Regions from separate parts of the Mus musculus genome. Here regions 2 and 3 are each linked to region 1. The links are chromatin contacts, called in public promoter capture Hi-C maps. All regions are on one chromosome and are shown on one strand. The core of a region is the stretch at or near the end of the contact, and the rest is flanking DNA. Distances in the headings are between cores, read along the strand shown.

Region 1 (4,597 bases), core at 892-3,391:
GCCCTGGCTCTACTGGGCTTGGCTGGGTGTGGCCGGCTGTTGACCTTGCTTAGAAAGGTAGGTTAGGAGAATACTAAGGTGAAGGGCTAGAGAGCAAACCTCTTCCTCTTTCACAGAGGTGACCCCTCTCTACTCCAACCCCACAGTAGCATATCGGTTTAGGAACTTCCCCCCTCCTGCAAACGTATACACAATTGTTACAGTCTCCCAGGGTCTATTCTAGCACCCACCTGTCTCCTCTGCCTGCCCTCTCTGGTCCTGGGAAAAGCCAGCCCCACCCAGTTCCTTAGATGTGATAAGACCCGGCTGCTTTAGCCAATCAGCACACCCCACTGGTTTGGATCCAGTCGAGTGCATTGGTTAGTGCCCCAAATCAAGGAAAGAAGGCATTTGACAGGCTTTGGGAAGAAGCTCTGTGGTTTGTCTGAGACTGGACAGTGTCCTCTTTCCTCGGGCTCTGCGGGAGAGAAGAAATGTTAGCTCCCAAAGCTGATCCCAAAATAAAGGAGGGCCAGGGGAAGAAGGGGAGGAGGGGGAGGAGAAAGGAGGAAGGGTGAAGGGTGAAGAAGAGGGAGAAGGAGAGGAAGGAGGAAGAGAGGGAAGAGGAAACACCCTAGAAGCAAACAGAACTGCAAGGAAACCCAGACTTGATTGACATGTCAACCTGCTAGATCCAGCTGTCTGCCACCAATTATGAGACTGTTCCCCCTAAAGGAGCCAATGTGTGCCCTTGTATTCCTGAATTCAACTTTAACGTTAGACTTCTGTTTTGTAAACAGGCTCTCATGTAGCACAGGCTGGCCTTGAACTCACTATATAGCTGAGGGTAACCTTGAACTTCTGAGTCTCTGCCCCCACCTCCTGATTGCTGGGTTTACAGGCATACTACACGCCTACCTGGCTTTGTGTCCTGCTAGGGACTGGACCTACAGTGTGAACCCAGAGCATTCATTCTTAAGGCTTGCTACAGTGGGTGTGGGGTGCCCCCACCCTCAGAGCCTTACCCCCGTCCACCTATGCTTCCAAACTGTGCACTCTTCCAGGAGAGACTGAAGGTGTCACTCCCAAATCCCTCAGGGTCTCTGAGGTCTGTACCAACTCCAGGGTCCTCATTTCCTGGCTCCAGCTCCATCACTTCCCTGGAGACTCCCAGCTCAGCTGTGTGTTCAAGGCCATCTGTGCTCCTGGGTCCCAGGTCATGCCAATATCTTGGGCTTAGGCCCTTGAAGATTTAGGGCTTAGTGACCGCTTCATTCTCTCTGCTATTCCAAAGGCAGTCTGCCTTCTCCATTCCAGGTGCTGTCCCATCACTCCCTGGGGACCAGTCAGTGACAGGAACTATACCCACATGCTAAAGTGTGAACCAGAAGCATTTTGCCCCAGCAGGACCCACAGAATACCAGGCACTAGTCCATAGCCCCAAGCTTCTGTTCTCTGTGGCAGTGATGGACCGATTTCAGCCCGCATCTCTATCTCCTCCTCCTCCTGCCTCCTTCTGCCTCCTCCTGCCCAGGTTGGAAGGATCTACCGGTAACTTCAGGCTTCATACAAGCTCAGCTTGTAGAGACTAGCACACTGGAGACAGGGTAGGTAGGGGAAGAGCATTCTGGGCTCCATCTGCAAATGGTATCATATGTCCTAAAGACAGGTGACAGTGTGCCTGCCATCTCAGAGCCTGGCTTTATTTTAGGTCGCTAGGACTGCTGCTGTGTGAATGATGTTCACGGCGGCAGAAATACCACTTGGCTAGTTATAAGCAAGCTTTGTCTATTTGTTTGTTCGTTTGTACCCATTTTCCACAACTGTAAATGATGTAATGATGACACATTTCCAAAAATAGAATGGAGAAGTGGTACCCTAAGGATGTGACAGAGCTTTCCTGGGGTCTACCCCAGCACTTGGACCACAAGCCAAAGTGTGAGCCAGGAACCAGCCAGCATGCTCAGAGCAATTTGCACGGTCCCTTACTTAGCTCCATGTTGTTCCCTTGGGGGCGAAAAATATCAAATCTAGTAGCTAGAGCCCTTGGCTCACCGAGCCCTTGCTTCCGCTGATGAATCTGGCATCTTCTCCCTCTGAGACGCAGTTGTCACTGCTGGTCCCATTTTACAGATTTGAGGAACTGATACTCTGACTTCCCCAAGTCTGCTCTCAGATCCCCAAGGTACATGCTCCACAGAGAAACTTGTCCCTCACAGCAGGCTTTGTTCGTGTTTGAAATCCAGGCAAATGCCTGGAAAGAGCGTTCTAAATATATTTCTCTACTATAGATGCTGATCGCCTGCTACTGAAACTGGGAATTAGCTTGTCTGCCTGAGGATGTGGCTGCTGCCTTCCAGAGAAGACACAGGAGAAATCTGCACACTGCCAGCCTAGCAATGCTGCCGACGGCTTCCAGCAAAAGAAGAACCTTCGCTGCCAGATACTTCAGTAAGGATTTGGCTCTATGGTGGGGAATGGCTGCCTGTGTGCTTGACTTCGTGCTTAAGGGTGGGGTCGCTCGGTGACACTGAAGGAGCCTCGTTGGTCTTGCGGGCTGTGGGCACCATGAAGTGGGGACTCAATCTTCCTTCAGCTCTCAGCACAAGTTGGTTAGCCAGCACTCAGCCATGACCCAGCATCTGCTCTCTGTGAGCCTGGAAATCAGGCTCCAGTGTCAAGGGTCCTGGGTTCCAATGGCTGGGGACTCTAATGACAGTTGACGGCCATGAGGATCACCATGACCACAGACTGCTTGGACACTGGATAGAGCTTCCACAGGGAGAACTGGGCATCCCAAGGCTCCTCTGTCTGTGCCAGGAAGCCACCCAGCCTGGTAGTGAACTGAAAGATGCAGAGAGGATGATTGAATAGCTCCGGGAAGCTCTGGGAAGGCAGCAGCTAGTCACAGTGGGACTAGTGTCTGTTCGAGTCACTGACAGATGATGGTCTGGTATTCCCTGAAGATGCTGGGCCCCTCAAGAACTGAATCGTGTAGGTGCCAGGTCACACAGGTGTAGATCCTGAAGGTGCAAGGTCATACAGGTGCTGGGTCTTGCAGGTGCTGGGTCTTGCAGGTGCTGGGTCTTGCAGGTGCTGGGTCTTGCAGGTGCTGCATCATACAGGTGCTGGGTCTTGCAGGTGCTGGGTCTTGCAGGTGCTGCATCATACAGGTGCTGGGTCTTGCAGGTGCTGCATCATACAGGTGCTGGGTCTTGCGGGTGCTGAGCCTTGCAGGTGCTGCATCATACGGGTGCTGGGTCTTGCAGGTGCTGGGTCTTGCAGGTGCTGGGTCTTGCAGGTGCTGTGTCATAGAGGTGGTAGACCCTGCTGGAGCTGCCCGACTTAAATGTGTGTGCACAGGATGGACCTCAGGCAGGAAGGAGCTGGTTGTGTTTGTAGCTGGGTGGTGTCTTTGGTAGGTTAGACCTGAGTGCTGGATTCCAGAAATAGATGCCATCAGTAACGTCCTCTGGGCCCCAGTCCTCCTCAAGCTTGCCAACTTCCTCTGGAGACTTCTGTTTAGCCAGCCTTAGGTGGAACGCAGGCTCCTGCACATGTTTATGTCTCTGCCAGCACTAGGAAAAAGTGAACAGAGCCACAGGGCTCAGACTCCTGCTGTGCCTCTGTCGTCCTGAGCAGGCATGTGTTAGGTGAGGAGAAAGTTTCTTCTTCCACAAAGGCAGGGTTGCGTGAGCTGGAAGCCAGGTCTGGGCTCTGAGACCTGGGCTAGAGTCTAGGTAGACGCTCCAGTCTGGGGAGAAATCGGGCTGCGGGCAGCTGGGATCACAGTATCTGACACTCTGAAGGTATTCTCCTCCAGCTGGGGTCACAGCACAGTCCAGCACCGAAGGAAAGGCCCTGGCTTTTGTTGGAGGGTCAGTTGCCAGATTTGTCTGATATGATGGATTGTCCCCGCTGCCCTGCTCTGAAGGGCGTGTGCCAACCTGTTGAGAAAGGGACAAAGACTGTGTTACATGAGATTTAATGAATAAGATTGAATTGATTTTTATATTAAAGTAAAATTCACATGGCAGAGAGTTGGCCGTTTTGAAGTGTAAGATCCAGCGGTGGTCCAGACAGGCAGCATGCTGTGCGGCTGCACCTCAGACTACCTGATACACACTGCCATCCTCTGTGGACTAAGCAGCCTTCCCACCCCCCACCTCCCATTCCTGACAGCCACCAGTCTGTTTTTCTGTCTGTGTGGATTTCGCTGCTGCACAGGTCTGATAAGTACACGGCATGTTTCTCTGTGTCAGGCCTTTTGTACTCATGATGTAGCAAGTGTCTGTACTTTCTTCCTCTTGATTGCATTGGTTCTGAGTGACAATTGTCTCAGACACTTAGGCAACTTTGAGAAAAATGGCACTGAGGTTTCACAGAAGGCTTCAGAAAGGGAAAATGTTAGTGGGGACAGTGGGGACAGTGGGGACATCTCTCTCTCTCCATCCTTGATCTGCCCTTCACTCCATCCCTACTCCTGGTTTAATCATTACAGGGAAGAACTGATAGAATGAAATGTGTGTGTGTGCGTAGAGGGTGCTATTAGAGTGACTTATAGACTATAGTCCTGCTACTCCAACAATGCCTGTCTTCCAACAGAAAGGCCAAGAAT
Region 2 (4,597 bases), core at 774-3,273, 500 kb before region 1:
GCTGGGGGCCAGCAGGCTCCTTTCCAAGCAATGAGACTCATTCCATAGCACTTGCAGTGGAGGTGACCCATCGCTTTGCCTGTGTCCTTTTCACTGACATACTGCCATGCACTTAGTCTCGTTCGGTGACTCAGTGGTCCTGAGAACACACAAAGTTGGGATGGAGTAGTGGTAGTTGGTATAGGGGAGGAGTTGGAGAGGGAATAAGGAGTAGATGTGATCAAAACATATTATATGCATATATACAATCAATTTAAAATGTACTTCAAGGATCCTTCAGTTCTATGGAAAAGCGTACAAATGTTGTATTATGTCTCACTGACTTCAGATACTGACTTGGATTCAGAAGACAAGGAATGAAGGTTCTTGAAACCACGCCTCCACCCTGTGGCCAGATGAGGGCAAGGGGCAGGTGTGGACAGAGGGAAACATCAGCTAAGATCTTAATTGGGGGAGACTCAGCCAACACCCCTGAGAGCTGTGGTAGAGGGGACTGCAGAATGTCTTGGGTTGGGTGGGAGTGGCCAGTTGTTCATCCTTGGGCTTTCATCAGTCAGTGGATGGAGATGCCTTCAAAAGGGCTGCTTACTAATAGCATCCTAAATACTTGGTTATCAGCTTCTCCCTCAAAGGGGACTCTCAGTGGCACACTGTATTATCCCTTGATATTTTGGTCATCACAGTCTTGACTGTAACAAAGTGCTTGGATTTTTTTTTTTTTGTTCATTTGTTTTTGAGAGAAGTCATTGCTTTAGTTCTGGTCAGGGTTGAAAAAGCCAAGCAGGTCAGAGCCCTACTACCCACTTTGCTGCACCACTGACAGAACTCTAGCTGCTCTTGTATGCATGATAAATGACTATGGGAAATGAGCATTGCTTTCATGGTTGTAGAGTTGATCTGACAGTGACTAAATATGTCCAAGCACCTGGAATGGCCCCCAAACCACAGCCAAAGGATTTGGAAGTACTTGTTCTGGCCTCAGATGTGATGTGAAAGGTTGTAGAGAGGATTGACCTGCTGAGACCTCCCAGGGCTTCCAGAGAGGCTCTCACATCTCTGAGCCTATGTATATGACCTATGTAAGGCCTCTACCTATAGTCTTTCTTCTTATAGCTCCCATAGGCTCAGAGGGCAAACAACTCCAGGGCTGTGACAAAGAGGGCCACCCTAGAACAAATACCCAGAAAATGGAGGTGGAGATCATGAGGACCACTAGATATTGGCCTTGGGGGATGAGCTGGTACAAGGCTGTGCCTGATACCCTAGGGTTCTTTAAGTTCCTATGTGTTGGCCTAGCAGAGGCATTACCAGGTATGGCTTTGGTCTGTGTTCTACTGTCTAGGGCAAACCCAGCCCAGAGGTCCTTGGGTAAGTAACGCTGCAGTATCACGGCCAGGCTGGTGGGAAGCATTGTCATGGTGTTGGCAGTTGACTCTTTAGTATTGGTTTATAATCTATTTGTTAATGGTGATAGATGTTTGCTAATGGTTTTGGCATATTCTCACTTGACCCAGGGACATTCACTGAGGCTTGGAATGGGAAATAAGCAACACAGTTAGAGGTGGAAGGGTACCTCTGCCCTCACTCTCACCTTCATCTCTTTCTGTATGATGTGAGGAAGTACATCTGGGTGACAGCCATGCAGTCTGACCACAAGCCACATCCAGTCCATCCACGCCCACAGAAATCAGCAAAGTTGGTTTCTTTCAAGTCCCTCCTGAATCACCAACTCACGCAGTTGCAGTGGTAAGAGATTGTCACTAGTCTCAAGAGGAAAAACTAGACTTTCCATCAGGTTGACCATGCGCGGCCCTGAGTATGAAGACATCACAGATAAATAATGGCCTGCTGTTCACCCCAGGCTTTGGCTCTGGGTCTTCAGACACCTAAAGCTAGGCTCTCAGAACAGGTGCCCCGAGGCCTTTGATCACTCCCTGCGATGGAGGAAAGATAACTAGACAGAGTTCTTCTTGTTTTTGTTTTTCTTGTTCTTTTCTTCTTCCTCTTTCTTACCCTCTCCTGCTCTCCCTCCCCCCTTCCTTTTTCTTCTTTGACAGTTTCTCATTATGTAGTCTTGGCTAGCCTAGAACTCACTATGTAGATCAAGCTGGTATTGAATTCATAGAGACTCACCCTGTCCCCTAGTGCTGGGGTTAACGGCATGTGCTCCAATGGTTTGCTATGTGTATATCTCTCCTGGGAGATAGCAGAGGAAAAGAAAGGGCAGCTGTCACCTTCAACTTGTAGGTAACCCCTCTGTTCAGTGGTATGCTGTATGTGTGCCATGACCTATGGAAGGCTGGATACATTGCTTAAGTTTCTCTGCTCTAAGAAGCCTGTCTGAATGGTGGAAGAAAAGAGCTCCAGGCAGCTAAAAATGGAGGCAGGAATCCTCTCATCCTGAGGCAATCATCTCAGACATTCAAGTCAAATCCCATGTCCTAGGAGAAACAGCTTAATTTCTACCAGAATAGCACTCTAGGATTCTGATTCCTGAAGCCAAGGCTCGGGGACTCCCTCAGTGGAGCCCTTGCTCAGTTTGAGTATGGAGCACTCCTTGGGTGTTAAAAGCTTGGTCTCTAGCTTGGCACTGTCGAGGTGAGGACTCAAAAGATGTAGAACCCAGTGGGAGAATTTCTAGTCCTTGGAAGTATGAATACCACATTCTTATTGGAGGCTTGGAAACAGTGAATCTGCCCTTTCATGGAGATTTTATAATTTGATCCATCTTAGGTATTTGTTATAGTAATGGAAAGCTGAATGTGATAGTGTCTTAATTTACTTTCTAAAGACTATGATCAAAAACTTGGGGAGAAAAAGGCTGGCTTTTATGTTCCGGTCACAGCTCATGAAGGGGAACCAGGTAAGGAACTCAAGGTAGGAACCTGGAGGCAAGAACTGAAGCATTTGCATCTCGTGGCTTGTTCAGCCTGCTTTGGTGTAGAACCACCCACCCACAGTGGACTGTGCCCTCCCACATCAACCATCAATCAAGACAATGTTCCACCTACTTACGACCGTTTCTCAATTGAGGTTCCCTCTTCCCAGATAATCATGCCTTGTGTCAAGGTGACAAATACCTAAATAACACAGATGGTTAACACTCACTCGCTATTTGAAAAGACGTAGAATCACCCAGGAGACAAGCCTGTGGGCATGCCTGGAAGGATGTTTTCGGAGAAGTCTAGCTGAGGTGGGAGACACATCATGACTGTGGGTAGCTCCGGCTCCTAGGCTGGGATCCTGACCTGAATAAAAGGGAGAAAGAATGAAACAGAAGCTTCCATCTCCCTCTGTAGTTAACCTTGCTCATCATCCCATAAAAGCTTATAAAATGATAATTATTTAATTGCATATTTGATCTACACAGTATATTTTATGTATTGTATAATTATCACTATCGTAATGAACGGTGGCTAATTCTTCTGTAACAGAAGTCAGTAGCAGAAGGACTACATAAATATCTTTTCTATTTTACTTCAAGATTCTGTTGAGAGGCTGGGAGTGGAGCTCAGTAGGAGAGCACTGGCATTGTATGTATCAGCAGACATAGAGACACAGACACAGACACACACAGTGACACAGGCAGAGACGGATGAGGACACACACACAGAGACACACAGAGACACATAGACACACAGACACAGACAGACTCACACAGATAGACACACAACAGACATACAGACACAGATACACACACAGAAACACAAACATACATTGGACATCTCACCAACCTCTTCTCTTTGTTTAGGGAGGTTGACCTGGTGATGAAACATCACTGCTTTGGGGAGAAGCTCCTCATCCTGCCTCAGAGACTCTCGCTTAAGGAGAGGCCCAGCCCACTCTCTGGAGGGTAAGGATTCCGGTAAGAACGCTTCAAAGCATTGTCCTTTGATCTTCAGGAAAGCCGGCTGTCACAACTACAGTGTTAGAGTCTGTGTCATAGCAGTTGTCTCCCCAAACCTTTCCTCTTAATCTGTCCCATGTCCACTGCCCAATTACTACTGTCATACACGATACTTTTCGGAAAGTGAAGGATTTCTCTGCAGTATATCTTGTCATTGTATTGGATCTCAATTTTCTATACACTGAAAACAAAATAACAAAAACCCAAACCTTTGTCCAAAGGACTGAGTCAATGTGGACTTTATCAAGCTGGTCAAAGGTGGAGGGTTTTATTTGGAGCATGGCAACACTGGGCTGTCTATGGCCAGGTTCCCATCTTCTGGGGCTGTGCTCACATTTTTAAAGCTTAGATGTGAAGAAATGGAATTATTAAGTAGAGAGACATGTTTTGAGGCTCCCAAATTTGTGCACTCATTAGAAGTGTTTGTTTGCTGGTTTGTTTTAGAAAGAGTCTCACTATGTGTCCCTGGCAGACCTAGAAAGCTCTGTGGCCCTGAACACAAGGAGATCCACCTGAGTGCCAAGTGCTGAGTGCTGAGTGGTAAGTGCCGAGTGCTGAGTACGTGCGCCACTACACCCGACCAGAGCCTGTGTTACTGAATTGTCATACTCAACCTTAAAACCAAGAAGAAAGGAAACTCCATTCCATTGCCACCGCAGTGCAGATGGAACAGCCAAAATTTGCAATCTA
Region 3 (4,597 bases), core at 1,059-3,558, 310 kb after region 1:
GGGGTTGGGCGATCCCCAGGAAGCCTTTATTTTTCCCTCATGCTACCCCTTGCTGTCTTGCTTTTAGTCTCTATAAATGACCTATAGCCTCAAGTGCTATATTTTTCTCCATGCGCTCTCCCTAACTCAGGGGAGTCCATCTGTGCCCAAAGCAGGGACAACTGGGATCTGAAGGAAAAAATGAAGTGAGGTTAACAGGAGTCTGCAAGGTTGTGAAGCACCTGCCCTGGGGATTTGTGCCTCCTTTGCACACAGTACTCAGGTGCCTGGTGTGTCTCAGACGGACTGTAGGTACCCTGGCAGACGGTGTTGGATGGCCACTGAAATGTTAAAATATGCAAACCTCCCTGAACATCCAACTTGCTGTGTATTTAAAGTCATATGAAAAGCCCCCTTTCACTGTTTAATTCCTGAATTTAGTTTGTATTAACTTGGTACTAGGCCCTGGTAGCTGACTGTCCCTGCTTGTCACAGGGGTCATCCAGGTCAGTATGTCACAATGATCCACTAATGACTCATTTGAAGACAAAGTTCTTTGCTCAGACACATTTAGTCTTTCTTCTATTTCCCTTTCTCTTATTGTCTTCATTTTTCTCCTTGTTAGATCATTATTTTTATTATCTGATGTAAACATTTCCTAGGTAAACTGCTTCAGGATGTTTCCTTTATGTTTTTTAATCTTGTTTATTGAAGTTAACATTGTCAGTGTCTGATATGCAATACAATTTCCTAATAAATTATCATGTATATTTTGGAAAATAAAGCTTACATAAAATATGTAATAATTAGCATATTTTGAGGTCATTAAACTGACCCATGCATGTATTGTCAGGATATTGATATTTTTTCACCAAACTTTAATATAAACAATGTTTATATCCATGATTTTTTTGAGCATTAATTATTTTTAATTTAACTGAAAGATATTTTAAAAAATTCAAATTATTGAACCGAATCCAACACTATTATATTGTTCACTTTATTGCATGTTTAACTAAGCAAAGATTTCACTGAGATTTGTCTAAATGCAGATTCTCTAGTAATTTTGAAACATGGAAAAATTTTGAGGCCATGAAGTTCAACAGTCCCCTTAAGCATATATATATGTGTATATATATGCATGCATACATACATACATACGTTTCATTTTACAAGTATTTGTTTTTCATTACCAGGACAAACAATTTTTTAAAAAATTAAATCCAGGAAGTCATCAAGCTCATGAGCTCAAAGAAACTATTTAATTAAGATTAACTAGGATTTCCATCCCCTAATGATCAATTTCTTCCTTGGCATGCATGAACGATTATGCTGTAAAGCCATCACGTAATATAATATCACCAGATGCTCATGGGCAGTTAAACATCTTACAGAGAAACTGACTCTTTATGCTTCTGCAAGCCCCAAGTAGTGAGCTCTGAGAAATCTAAGCACAGAGAGATCAGCCCAGGAAGCCTCAGTTCTTGCAGTAATAGCTGGAGCCAGGATGCTTCAGACTCACCCCTTTCATCTTTTCACCCTGCAGGGAGGTAGCCAAGGGAATGTGGATGCCTTTTTCGAAAAGTACAGTCACTGGGTACCATAACATCTATGCATTCTTGATTTATTCAATCAAAAATCATCCCTTTTAGAACAAGGAGACTGATGGTGTTGATAGCTGTAGTGTTTTCCAACATTACCTCTAATCTTTAGAGATAAAGGCACAGAGCAGAACAGACTATACAAGACTATAATGTGGTTCTCTTTAAGCAAAAGAATACAAAGTTGCAAATAGAAGCTATCTCATGAAAGGGGATGTTATTTAGAATAAGAAAAGAAGATCCCAAAGATACAAATTTTAAAAGCCAGAGGATATACTTTTTAAATAATGTAAATGCCAGAAAAAACACTTAAATAACTTCTTGACAAAGCCTGAATGGTTTCTTATTTCAGATTTTGGATGGCATATTCTTTCCTTTATTTTTTCCCCCTCATGGCAACATTTTACAATACTTTATCAAGAGAGAATAAAAGTAAAGTTTAACAGATCTTTTAGTATGGCTGAGGCAGGATAGGTCAAGTGTGCAGTTTGTACAAGAAAAGTCTTGCTCACTGTAGTGTAAGTTTCTGTGCTACAAATGCAGACCGAGTGGGAGTGTGTGTTTCCCCCTTTTCAAATTTGTTTGAGAATAGTTATTAGATTTTATTTTTATTTGATTGACTGATTAATCGATTGAGGCAGGGTCTCATTTTGCAGCCCTGGTTGGAGTAGAGATCCATCTGCCAATACCTCCTGAGTGTTGGGATTAAAGGAGCGTGTTGCTATACCCAGCATGCAGGGCATCCTGAGGACTCTTGATCTGTTCCTAGACTTTAGGATTTCTAGATCATGTTTAAAGATAACGATTCCCCAATCTGCAGCCACGAAGAGAAGATGTCACAGAAGGAATAAGAACGAGTGAAAGTTTATTACAGACAAGAAGGGCAGACCTGCCATAGGCAGAGGATCGGGAACAAAGATGCAAGCTGCATTTCGTGGAGAAGCGTTTCTGTTCTTTCCCAGGCAAGGGAGGAGGCTTCCAGTGCGCATGTGCTACTTGGCATGCGGCTCAAAACACTCCTATATTTTTGTTCTATCTCTCCATTGGCAGAGCGCTCACTATGCTAATGTATTATAATGAGGCATAAGGAGGCTCCAGGTCAGTACCATCAGTCTCCTTGCTGCCTTGGTGGGTGGCTGGTCCTGAATACAGCTCAGAGTTTCTCTGCTTGCTTATTACAGTGCAGCTGCCTGCCTGTTTTCTGCTGACTCCCTGCCCTATCAGAACAAGAATCTTGGAGCTTGGAGCATGTACAATAAAAACAATGGGAATGCTTGCCCACTATTTTACAATGTACTTGTGAGGACCCAGTGTTCCCTGACCCATTTCACATTCTTTCTGTCCAGCACACTCCTTGATAATAGCAATGATATGAACATTTGTCCCACAAATGAAGGAGGAGAATAAGAAGAAGGACTTTCTTTAGCTATTGCCTAAGAAAAGAAATCGAGCCTTTGTTGCCAGTCATTACCTGCCCTGCATTTCCAGAAGTGTGCTGCTATTGAGTTGGGGAGCTGATCGTTTATTGCTGCTCACACACGTGTACTTAAAGGGATAGGTAAAGATGGTCAGGGTTCTAAGTCTGCGCTTGCTTCCTCCAGAGAAAAAAGCTCACCATCACCAGCAGCACCACTGGGAAAAAGTACACCTTTGTCACCAATTCATCCAAGACCTGTAAATACTTGCTGGGCCTCTGCTCTTCCCAGCATTGGTTTAATGCACAGACAGGCTCTAAGCATCCTTCCCATCGTTTTACTGGTGAGTATGTACTATGTTAGCAACACGCAAGTGGACAGGTTTTCTCTTTCACAGAATTGCAAATGACACTACGACAAACTGATACAGTCTTCTCAGAATGCAACTGTAATATCTCTCTCTCTCTCTCTCTCTCTCTCTCTGCCTCTTTTAACCCCTCTCTGTTTCCTCCCTCCCTCTGTCCATCAATCTAATTTTTTGTAGAAGCTGAAAGGAGGTTTATATCCTTTGAACTCTCAATTTGACTGCAGATATTTGTCCTAAGGTAGCAAAGGAGTTGATGGCGAGTGGAGCTGTCCATGACATGGTGCTGAGAGAGGAAGGGCAACAGAGACCTTGATGCACTGCAAGGGAACAGCTCCACCCTTCAGTAGAGGGTGGGGCACACCATTCATAGTCTTGAGCAGCCAAATGATAGCAGGAGCAACCTAGAAATGAAATCTTATTTTATTTAGGTTTTGGTGATTTATTTTTAAATTTGAATGGATAGCTTATGTATATTCACGTAGTTAATATTTCTATGTTATAGAACTAGAAAAAAATACAGAAATAAATAAAACCCAAATCTTAATACCTTAAGGAATTACACATGTGAGCATGGCTATTTTCTTAATATTTATCAATATTAAACTTTACCAATGAGCTTGTATTACTGATGTAGTTAAGAGATTAATGGCTAAGATGAGGCCATACAATCACACGACACTACTTAGTGTTTATTGACTCTGTGCTACGGAGCCATTGACTACTTCTCTTCCTCCTTTTCCTCATGATAATCTCTTCAAAAATGACCTCATTTTGGACATGGAGAGATTCGGGTCTGGAGAGATAACTCAGTGGTTGAGAGCATTGGCTGCTCCATCAAGGAGCATTCATTTGATGTCCATTGTCAACATGGCACCTTATGACAGTCTATAACTCTAGTTCCAGGGGATCCCAAGCCCTTTTCTGGACTCCACTGGCACCAGACATGCAAGTTGTAGACAGATAGACATGAAGGAAAAGCACCCACCTTAAGCCCCATATATACACACATGAAAATTTCATTTATGACCACAACATAAGCACTGTTCTCTCAAACTCCACTAGTTAAGTCAGCCTATGAGGCTAGAAGCAGCACTACTGTGGGGGGGCAACAGGGTGTAAAGAAATGAAACCCCGTATCAGCTGCTTGAGGCTGGGGCTTCTAGACCCCAGAGCCCATCTGCTTCCCCCTCTTCTTCCTGTCACCATTTCCCTAGCGGAGCCTTGAATGCCTGAGA

The links. Promoter capture Hi-C pulls out the DNA fragments that hold promoters and counts their contacts.
Region 2: a contact with region 1 is called in a promoter capture Hi-C map of neutrophils, with 4 times the contacts expected there. The contact joins the enhancer-like site here to the promoter of Arhgap22 in region 1. A contact is called at or near these places in 10 of 39 promoter capture datasets (the 3T3-L1 cell line, cranial neural crest, embryonic stem cells and 6 more).
Region 3: a contact with region 1 is called in a promoter capture Hi-C map of hippocampal neurons, with 2.8 times the contacts expected there. The contact joins the enhancer-like site here to the promoter of Arhgap22 in region 1. A contact is called at or near these places in 5 of 39 promoter capture datasets (the 3T3-L1 cell line, hippocampal neurons, liver and 1 more), 1 of 15 datasets of contacts at CTCF or cohesin (stem cell-derived epiblast-like cells), 10 of 484 Hi-C or Micro-C datasets (the N1E-115 cell line, cerebral cortex, cortical neurons and 5 more) and 1 of 9 other capture datasets (embryonic stem cells).

What each region holds. Positions count from the first base shown.
Region 1 is chr14:33,214,682-33,219,278 of GRCm38.p6, forward strand. It overlaps Arhgap22 (Rho GTPase activating protein 22), which reads left to right and starts at 2,142. Exons shown (of 11, transcript NM_153800.4): 1 at 2,142-2,164; 2 at 2,271-2,430. The coding sequence starts at 2,379.
Region 2 is chr14:32,715,283-32,719,879 of GRCm38.p6, forward strand. Gm28651 (a long non-coding RNA gene) reads left to right here. Exons shown (of 5, transcript XR_874509.3): 2 at 3,752-3,853; 3 at 4,352-4,447. Among named protein-coding and RNA genes, the nearest start is that of Gm28651, 32 kb to the left of the region's middle. Within about 2 kb of position 2,024, at least 19 of the 459 cell types and tissues checked have an H3K27ac peak or open chromatin away from gene starts, as enhancers often do. A contact at or near this core is called in neutrophils, where this site is marked.
Region 3 is chr14:33,523,168-33,527,764 of GRCm38.p6, forward strand. It overlaps Frmpd2 (FERM and PDZ domain-containing protein 2), which reads left to right. Exons shown (of 30, transcript XM_017316244.1): 15 at 3,182-3,338. Among named protein-coding and RNA genes, the nearest start is that of Frmpd2, 42 kb to the left of the region's middle. Within about 2 kb of position 2,309, at least 42 of the 459 cell types and tissues checked have an H3K27ac peak or open chromatin away from gene starts, as enhancers often do. A contact at or near this core is called in cerebral cortex, cortical neurons, hippocampal neurons and 1 more, where this site is marked.